Linked DNA regions of Sus scrofa: regions 2 and 3 are each linked to region 1. The links are chromatin contacts, called in public Hi-C maps. All regions are on one chromosome and are shown on one strand. The core of a region is the stretch at or near the end of the contact, and the rest is flanking DNA. Distances in the headings are between cores, read along the strand shown. Region 1 holds the start of TFE3 (transcription factor E3). Region 2 holds the start of OTUD5 (OTU domain-containing protein 5). Region 3 holds the start of PIM2 (serine/threonine-protein kinase pim-2).

Region 1 (2,700 bases), core at 22-2,521:
ACTGATGGGCATGGTCTTGGGATGCTGGGAAGAATTTAGGGAAGGTTGTTGGTCCTGGTGTTTTGTGAGTTGACTGTGCACCTGAAGGTGTGAGTGGGACCCTCCGCTGTGTGCAAGCCAACTTGCATACATTTAGCACACAGAGGAGCTCAATCAATGTTTGCTGTACCAGTGCACAAATGAGTGAATCAATTTTTTTATTTTTGTCTTTTTAGGGCCGCACCCGAGGCATATGGAGGTTCCCAGGCTAGGGGTCTAATTGGAGCTACAGCTGCCGGCCTCCGCCACAACCACAGCAACGCCAGATCCGGGGGGCGTCAGCGACCCACACCACGCTCACCGCAACACCGGATCCTTAACCCACTGAGCGAGGCCAGGGATCAAACCCGAAACCTCGTGGTTCCTAGTTGGATTCGTTTCCGCTGCGCCACGATGGGAACTCCTGAATCAATGAATTTTTGGAGAGGTTATTGTATACCAAAAAATCTGCTAGCACTATTCATAAATTACTTCTACTCCCTATAAAAATGTCGCCAGACAGGTATTAAGACCCCCATTTGACGGCCAAGAAAGCTGAGGCTCCGAGAGGGTAAGTCCCTTGTCCATATCCAAACCCAGTTCTGTATAACAACAGAAGTCATCCACCGAAGGGAGCGGATCTAATGTCCATCTTTCCACTCATTCAGCCATCCGTCAAGGATTTTACTAAGCACCTACAGTGTAGCACAACGACCTAGTACAACAACCGCTCTGAACAACAAAGAGCAGACGGAGCGCTTCCTGGAAGACCAGCTGGATCGCTGGACTGTAGGTACCGAGAGGGCAGGGTTTCTGGTGCGCAATTCAAGGGAACGTAGCTGCCTAGGCCTCAAGGCTTAGGCTTTGGCTTAGCAGGCACCGCTAGATCAAGGTTGGAGCGCGGTCTGGAGAGTGGATATTACGAATGCTGGCCGAGAGAGGGCGCGATTCCGCAGCTAGAAGCGTAGCCTGGAGAGCCTCCGCGCGCCGACCGGGCTTCAGTACGCAGGCGCAGAGGCCCTAAGGAGCGGCTTACTATCTTGCGGAGGGATAATTTGAGAAGAAGAGGCGTGACTCAATCAAATTACCTCTCATTGATTTGCCTCTCTCTGAGGGCGTGGCCTAGGTGCCCCCTTCTCGGAAAAAGGGCCTGCCGAATCTAGTCTTCTTTTGGCTTCGGAGGCGTAGCTTAGGGCGGGCCCTTGAAACATCCCTCGACGATTGGTCGTCTCACCCAGAGGGCGTGGCCCGGCGAGCTGTCTATCCATCATGCGGTCACTTCCTGTGGAGTTTCCCCAGCCCAGGGAGGAGGGGGAAGAGGACGAGGGGGAGGAAGGCGGTCGTCCGGGGTTAGGTTGGGGGGGGTGTCGGTCCGTTTAGGGCGGGGGATGACTCACGGCCCATCCCATCTCCCCGACGCCGCCCGCCGGCGCAGAGCTCGCTCCATGGCTTAGCGGAGGAGGCGGTGGCGAGCGGGGGAGGGGGACTCTTATTTTGTTGGGGGGACCGGGCCGAGGCCCGACCGGCCTGGCAGGGCTCGCCCGGGGCCGGGCGTCATGTCTCATGCGGCCGAGCCAGCTCGGGACGGCGTAGAGGCCAGCGCGGAGGGCCCTCGAGCCGTGTTCGTGCTGTTGGAGGAGCGCAGGCCGGCCGACTCGGCCCAGCTGCTCAGGTGCGGGGCCGCCTGGGACCGGTAGTGCTGACTGGGGTTCCCGGGGGCCTGATCTGGGGGCAGCGGGGGCCCAGGACTGTGATCGGAGGCCCTTGGCCTAGGCTTGGAGGACGTCGGGGCGCCCGACTTGGGGGGGGCACCTAAGGAATCTGGCGGTGGCCTGCTTGGACTGAGGCTTAAAGGAGTCGTGGAAGTACATTAAGAGAGGCCTTGTTCAGATTTGGGGGGCCCTTGACTGGGTCTAGAGGGACTGATTCTGTTGTGTCCACAAACTGGTCTAACGTCGCTGAACTTCAGGGACTGAGACTCTGATTAGAGGTTGAATTTGGGATTCTTGAGTCAGGTATGAGGAGAATGAATTTAAGGGGCCACTCTGTAAGTGAGGTACTGATTTTAAGGCTTCTTTTCCCCTCAGAGAGAGGGTCCTAGGAGTCAGAGGTGCTGTCTCAGGAGCTTGGTGACTCCCAGTGGCTGGTTGCTGGAGGCTGTGTTTGGGGAAACTTGACTCTGAAGGGATTTGGGGCTATCTCAGATATGCTGCGTGGGACCAGCCTTGGGAGTGTGTGCGAGTGCACAAGAAAAGCAACATTCATCAAGACTTGATCAGAATAATCCCTCCACTTGCCCACCCGTCCAGCTGGGTCAGATCCAAGGGATAGTGGGAAAGTCCTCTTCTCACACCCTCAACAGGGGCTTGAATGGGAGTCAGTCAGACAGACAGGCAATGGAGGTGGTGCTAACACTTAACTCATTGAAGGCCTCATCAGACCTTATTGGGGAACCCAGAGGAGGATCTTGTTCCTGAGGCCACCTGCCCTAGCCTCTCAGCCAGCCCTTTTCACCCCCTACACACACACACACACACACTCAGACACAGGTACTTTTTTTTTTTTTTATCTCGCCCTCCTTGTCTGTCTCTCAGGCCCTGGAGACAATCTTGAATCTGACCCCAGAGCTGGAATGAGCACCAATTGCACCATCCCTGGCTGGGTAGTTCTTCTCTGACCTCT
Region 2 (2,700 bases), core at 119-2,618, 87 kb after region 1:
TTTCAGAGATAGAAGTGGCAAGACTTGGGATCAACAGGTATGTGGAAGTTGAGGAAGAAGGAGCAGTTGACTTCCAAGTTCCCTGGCTTGGGCAAAGGCTGGGTGTCATTCATTCACTGTCAGTGGGAACATCAAAGCTGTTGCACACATAATGACAGGCACATAGCAACTACTTGGTAAAGGCTACCTACAATTATTATTGTAAGTTCAGATCCAGATGTGTAATGCTGGACAAATATCCAGCAGGGAGTGGGATATAGGGTTGAGTGAGACGGTCACGAGAAGAATCAGTATGATAATGTGCGCAGGCATTTTGCACAGTTCCCTAAACACCATAAGCCCATTAAGTCTCATGAGCTGAAAACACCACCAAAAAAAAAAAAAAGAAAGAAAGAAAAAGAAAACACAGCTCTATTCTGTTTATTACTGCCACCCTTCAGTAAGAACTTCAACTAGGGTTGGCATCTGAAGGGAGAAAATTAGGTGGCACTCAGAAGAGCTTGTATTGCTTGGTTCCTAAGATTGGCAGGGAACCCTCACCTCTCCCGACACCTTCGTGGTTCGTGAGCTCATCTGAATTCTCCAACTGCACCCTGAGGTAGTTTGGGCAGGCATTATCATTCTTGTTTCACACAGAGGTAACAAGAGGTAAAATTTACACAATGACTTGCTCAAGGTCAGACAGTTGGTAATGGTTCGCCCATGCCTGGAACAGAGGTCGTCCTGACTCCAAAGCCTGAGATCCTTTCCTTTGCACTGACATGCAGAATAATTAATTGAGCACTTACTGTGTCCTAGGCACAGCGGGAGGCCCTTTGTAAGCATTAATCTCTGAGGCGTAAATTGGAATGATCATGGCCATTTTATAGAGAAGTGGAAATTGAGGATTGGGTGGGTTTTAAATGGCTTGCCAGAGATCACTCAGGAGTGGCAGAGCCAGGATTAGCTTTTAGTTCTCCATCCGTGCAGTAGCAGGAATTTTACCAACCTCATTGTGAAACGCTGGTTGGTGACGGAGCTGGTTTATAAACTTCGCTCGATTCAGGTACACTCAGTTTGGGGGTGCGGGGGGAGGAGAAGAAAAAAAGAGGTGTGGGGGGGTGGAGAGGAAAAGGCTTTGCCGCGCCTGCGCACTAGCCACAGGGGCGGGGAGGTCAACGCGAGGGCGAGAGTGCGGCTGTGCCAGAGAGGGCGTGTCTGCTTTCCAAACACCCCCTGTCCCCACGGTTCAGTCTGTCCCAAGGTTGGCCCGTCCGACGTGAGTGACGATATCTCTTAACCAATCACCGCAGAACTAGGCTTGTTGCCAGGGTGAAGCGGCGCCCGCCTCCTCACCGGATGTGGATTTGCAGGTGGGTGGAACCGGAACTGACGCTTCAGGGTCTAGCTAAGCTCTGGGAGTGTTGATATTTTCCTGTCAGTCCGGCTGACTGCAGCCAAGTTGGAAGCCTGGAAGGGAGGCGATTTTAAAACTGTCGTGTGCGGGGCAGGCCACGCTGTCCAGTTGCAGTACCCCCGCTTGCGAGTCAGAGCCTCGGGGAGAGAAGAGCAGGACGGGGACGACGAGAGGAAAGGCAAGGAACGAGGGTGCCGACTTTGACTGAAATCTGAGACGGAGGGCAGGGGAGGGCGATTATTCGCTTCTGATTGGCCCGTGGGCATCACCGAGGACCCACGCAGCCGCTTCGATTGGTTGGTACCCGCAATTGTTGTGGCGGCGGTGAAGATTTTGCCCACGTACTTCCGAGAGAGAGGCGGGGCTGTGCCCCGGCGCGCGTGCGCAACGCCCCGGGCCCCACCCGGTAGTTCAAGAACCTGCGAGGGGGCGGGGCGAAGAGGTGCTTGTTTTGGTTCTGTTTCCTTTGAAGCCGAAGGCCGGAACGAGCGTAGCAATAATCTTGCTGGACTTGGGGAGAAGGCTACGACAGGCTCGCACCGGTGCCTTCATCTTGGACTTCACATCCGGGTTCTCCAGCCGCGTGACCTGCGCGCCGCCGACGGTTCGAGAACCGGTGCCGCGATCTCTTTATCCGGGTCCCGGCGATCCCGTCGTGCTTCGCGCACCACTGTAGCCCCCTCATCCGGGTCCTCTCCCAGCGTGCCCCGCGCCGGGTTTGCTGGGGGGTACTCGGCAGTGCCGCCATGACTATTCTCCCCAAAAAGAAGCCGCCGCCTCCCGACGCCGACCCAGCCAACGAGCCGCCGCCGCCCGGGCCGCTGCCCCCGGCGCCGCGGCGCGGCGGGGGTGTAGGCGTGGGCGGCGGTGGCACGGGCGTGGGTGGTGGCGACCGCGACCGTGACTCGGGCGTCGTGGGGCCCCGTCCCCGAGCTTCGCCACCGCCTCAGGGCCCGCTCCCGGGGCCACCAGGTGCACTCCACCGCTGGGCGCTGGCCGTGCCGCCCGGCGCCGTGGCGGGACCCCGGCCACAGCAGGCCTCTCCTCCTCCTTGCGGGGGTCCCGGCGGTCCCGGCGGCGGTCCTGGTGACGCGTTGGGTGCAGCGGCAGCGGGGGTGGGCGCGGCGGGCGTGGTGGTGGGTGTGGGCGGCACCGTGGGCGTGGGCGGCTGCTGCTCCGGGCCGGGCCACAGCAAGAGGCGGCGTCAAGCCCCCGGGGTTGGCGCGGTCGGCGGGGGCAGCCCTGAGCGCGAGGAGGTCGGCGCAGGTTACAACAGTGAGGACGAGTATGAAGCGGCTGCAGCG
Region 3 (2,700 bases), core at 84-2,583, 120 kb after region 1:
CAGTGACGGCGCTGCACGTCTGCTGTATGTGTGTGTCTGTGACTGTGACTGGATCTGTCCATGTCTGTTTTTGTGACACTGCCTATCTGTTGCTCTAGCACCTAAGTATATGTCTGGCTTTGGAGCAGTGCATGTGTGTCTCTGGAGTGTTTGTGTGTGTTCCTGTGTCAGACTCTGGGTCTCTCGTTTCTGGAACAGTACAAGTCTTTTCTGTGACACTGCATGTCTGATGGTGCCAGTGTCTTCGTCACAAGTTCTGGCTGTGTGTCTGGCAGGACATATCTGTGTCCTCGTTACATGTAGGTCTATGTGAATCTCTCTGGAGTGCCTTTCTGTAACAGTGCATCTCTCGAGTGTCATTCTGGAACTTGACTCTGGCAGCATGCCTGCCTGACAGTGGATGTCTGTCTATGTGTGACAGTAGGTATCTGCATGTGTGTCTAGGACAAGCTCACATGAATGGCGGCACATGTTTGTGTATTTCTCTCGCGGCAGTTCTGTGTGTGTCTTTGGAGTGCCTGTCTCTCTTCCTGCGGCACGAGAGCTATTTTCCCCAAATCTGTGACTTGACCACCTCCCGGAGCTCTCTCAGTCCGTCTCTCTCATCCGGAAGCATGCCCAAGAAGCCACCCCCACTCTGGCTTGCTCCCATCCCCAAGAACCCCCCCCCCCGCGCGCGCGCCCCATTCGCCATTCCAGATTCTAGATCTGCTGACTGGGCTCACAGCCAGGTCTAGGCAGGTCTGTCTAGGTTAAGGGCTGCACAAACAGCCCGCAGGCCGTGGCCTCCGGGTGTGGGAACACTGCCCTTGACCAGTGCTCCTCCCACGGTGGTGAGGGAGGTTAGCCCTCCCTGACGGCTGAACAGGTTCTTCCAGGATCCTCAGCTTCAGTTTCCGGGCGGAGGCTGCCAGTCGCCTAAAGGGCTCTGGTTCTGGTGTGAGGAGCACCCTTTGGAGACCGGCCGGGATTCTTAGAAGCCTTAGAAGGCCTGGCGTTATCTCCGGCGGCGGCAAAGCAACTTCCTAGAAAAGGAGGCGGTGCATTGAATTTTTTTTAAGTTTATATATCCACGTACACACACTTACATAAAAACAACCCTGCGCAACAACCAAAACAAACGCGGTTGCTGCAAAAGGGATTCCCATAACCAGTTTCCTCTTCGCGCGCGCCCCCCTTATTTGCATGCAGGCCCCGCCCCCGAGGAAGATCCGGGCATGTATTTGCATAAGGGTGCTTGGAACGTTGAGGGTGGTATGCAAATAAGGACTGGCTCCGATTGGCTGGGGTGCAGCAGGTGCCGCGTCCGGATTGATCAAAGCCAAGTGGGCGGGGCCGTCGCCCGGGGCGACTCTCTCGGGAGGCGCGTGCCCTGTCTCAGTAGCGTCGGGGCTGGCGCGCGCGGCGAATCTTAACATCGCGCTGTTTGCCGGCGCCTCTGGGCCACCAGTTTCCTTACCTTCCACCCTGGCGCCCCCCAGTCCTGGCTCCCCAGCCTCGCTGCCCCGGGCGTCCACGCCCTGCGGGCTCAGCGGGCTCAATCTGCGCAGCTCCTCCTCCATGTTGACTAAGCCTCTGCAGGGGCTGCCCGTGGCCCCCATGACCCCCACGCCGCCGCCAGGTGAGAGAGGCTCCCCTACGGCGACCAGGCCGGGCGGGCTGGGGTGATTGAGGGCGGCGCGGGGGGGAGGGGGAGAGGGTCGTGGCCGGCCTCTGCACGCCGCCACCCTGACTTCCCCGCCTCCGCCTGCGTAGGAGGCAAGGATCGAGAAGCGTTCGAGGCCGAGTACCGACTCGGCCCCCTCCTGGGTAAGGGGGGCTTTGGCACCGTCTTCGCAGGACATCGCGTCACAGACCGACTCCAGGTATCCACCACGAGGGTCTTGGGAGGGCCAGGTGTGTGTGTGGCGGCGGCGGGAGCCCGGGGGCTGGGATGCTAATTGACCAGAGAATAAGCGTACAATGTGCGTGTGCTAGGGTCATGAAGGCCGGGATCCGGGTTACTGGGGGTATCCTGGTGCGCGCGCGGGTGCGCGCGCAGACGCGCGGGCGTGGGGGGGGGCGGTCCAGGTGGGTATGTGGGGGGAACGGAGCGGTGGGTTCAAGGCAAGGATTGTGGAGGTCCCGAGAGTGAGACTGGGGAGTGGGGGAGGGGGGAAATCATGAGGATTCTAGACCTTGGAATCCAGGAGAGGTGTATATGTGTGGGAAGGTGGGGACCCAGAGCTGAGATTTGGGGGATTTTGGAGGCAGGTGTCCAGGATGGAGACGTGAGGATCAGAACCCACCCCCGTACAGTCCTGGGGCTGGGGAAATCGAGGGCTTGGGGTGTTAGGACATTCAGAACTCCGCACCCGGAGCGAGGGGTCCTGAAGCCTGGGGGAGAGCCCAGGGCCAAAGATGGTGGGAGAGGTGTACTCGCTTCTGGGGACCTGGAGGGCAGGGGAGAAGCTCCAGCTCATTTGAGGTTGCGGCGTGGAGTGGTTGGGACCAGAAAGACTAGGGCGAAGAGGGTCCAGACTGGGAGGGGTCTGGGGGTTCTCTGCTGGCCCCTTCAGCTCAGCTCACTTCTTCAGGTGGCCATCAAAGTGATCCCCCGGAATCGCGTGCTGGGCTGGTCCCCCTTGGTGAGTATCTTTGGAGTCCTTTTTGACCTGGCGACGCCATCTCTGACGATGGATTTCGCCTTTCTATGGTTTG

What was found. Hi-C and Micro-C count contacts between places; a contact is called where the count stands out from the background.
Region 2: a Hi-C map of embryonic fibroblasts shows a contact between it and region 1, with 2.9 times the contacts expected there. The contact joins the promoter of OTUD5 here to the promoter of TFE3 in region 1. A contact is called at or near these places in 3 of 5 promoter capture datasets (fetal liver and liver), 8 of 47 Hi-C or Micro-C datasets (alveolar macrophages, embryonic fibroblasts, heart right ventricle and 2 more) and 1 of 2 datasets of contacts at active chromatin or transcription factors (alveolar macrophages).
Region 3: a contact with region 1 is called in a Hi-C map of liver, with 4 times the contacts expected there. The contact joins the promoter of PIM2 here to the promoter of TFE3 in region 1. A contact is called at or near these places in 2 of 5 promoter capture datasets (fetal liver and liver), 5 of 47 Hi-C or Micro-C datasets (heart right ventricle, liver, mesenteric adipose tissue and 2 more) and 1 of 2 datasets of contacts at active chromatin or transcription factors (alveolar macrophages).

The regions. Positions count from the first base shown.
Region 1 is chrX:43,114,948-43,117,647 of Sscrofa11.1, reverse strand. TFE3 (transcription factor E3) reads left to right here and starts at 1,271. Exons shown (of 10, transcript XM_003135074.6): 1 at 1,271-1,690. The coding sequence starts at 1,575.
Region 2 is chrX:43,028,139-43,030,838 of Sscrofa11.1, reverse strand. It overlaps OTUD5 (OTU domain-containing protein 5), which reads left to right and starts at 1,368. Exons shown (of 9, transcript XM_003484107.4): 1 at 1,368-2,700. The coding sequence starts at 2,143.
Region 3 is chrX:42,997,208-42,999,907 of Sscrofa11.1, reverse strand. PIM2 (serine/threonine-protein kinase pim-2) reads left to right here and starts at 1,333. Exons shown (of 6, transcript XM_003360311.4): 1 at 1,333-1,621; 2 at 1,756-1,865; 3 at 2,577-2,627. The coding sequence starts at 1,561.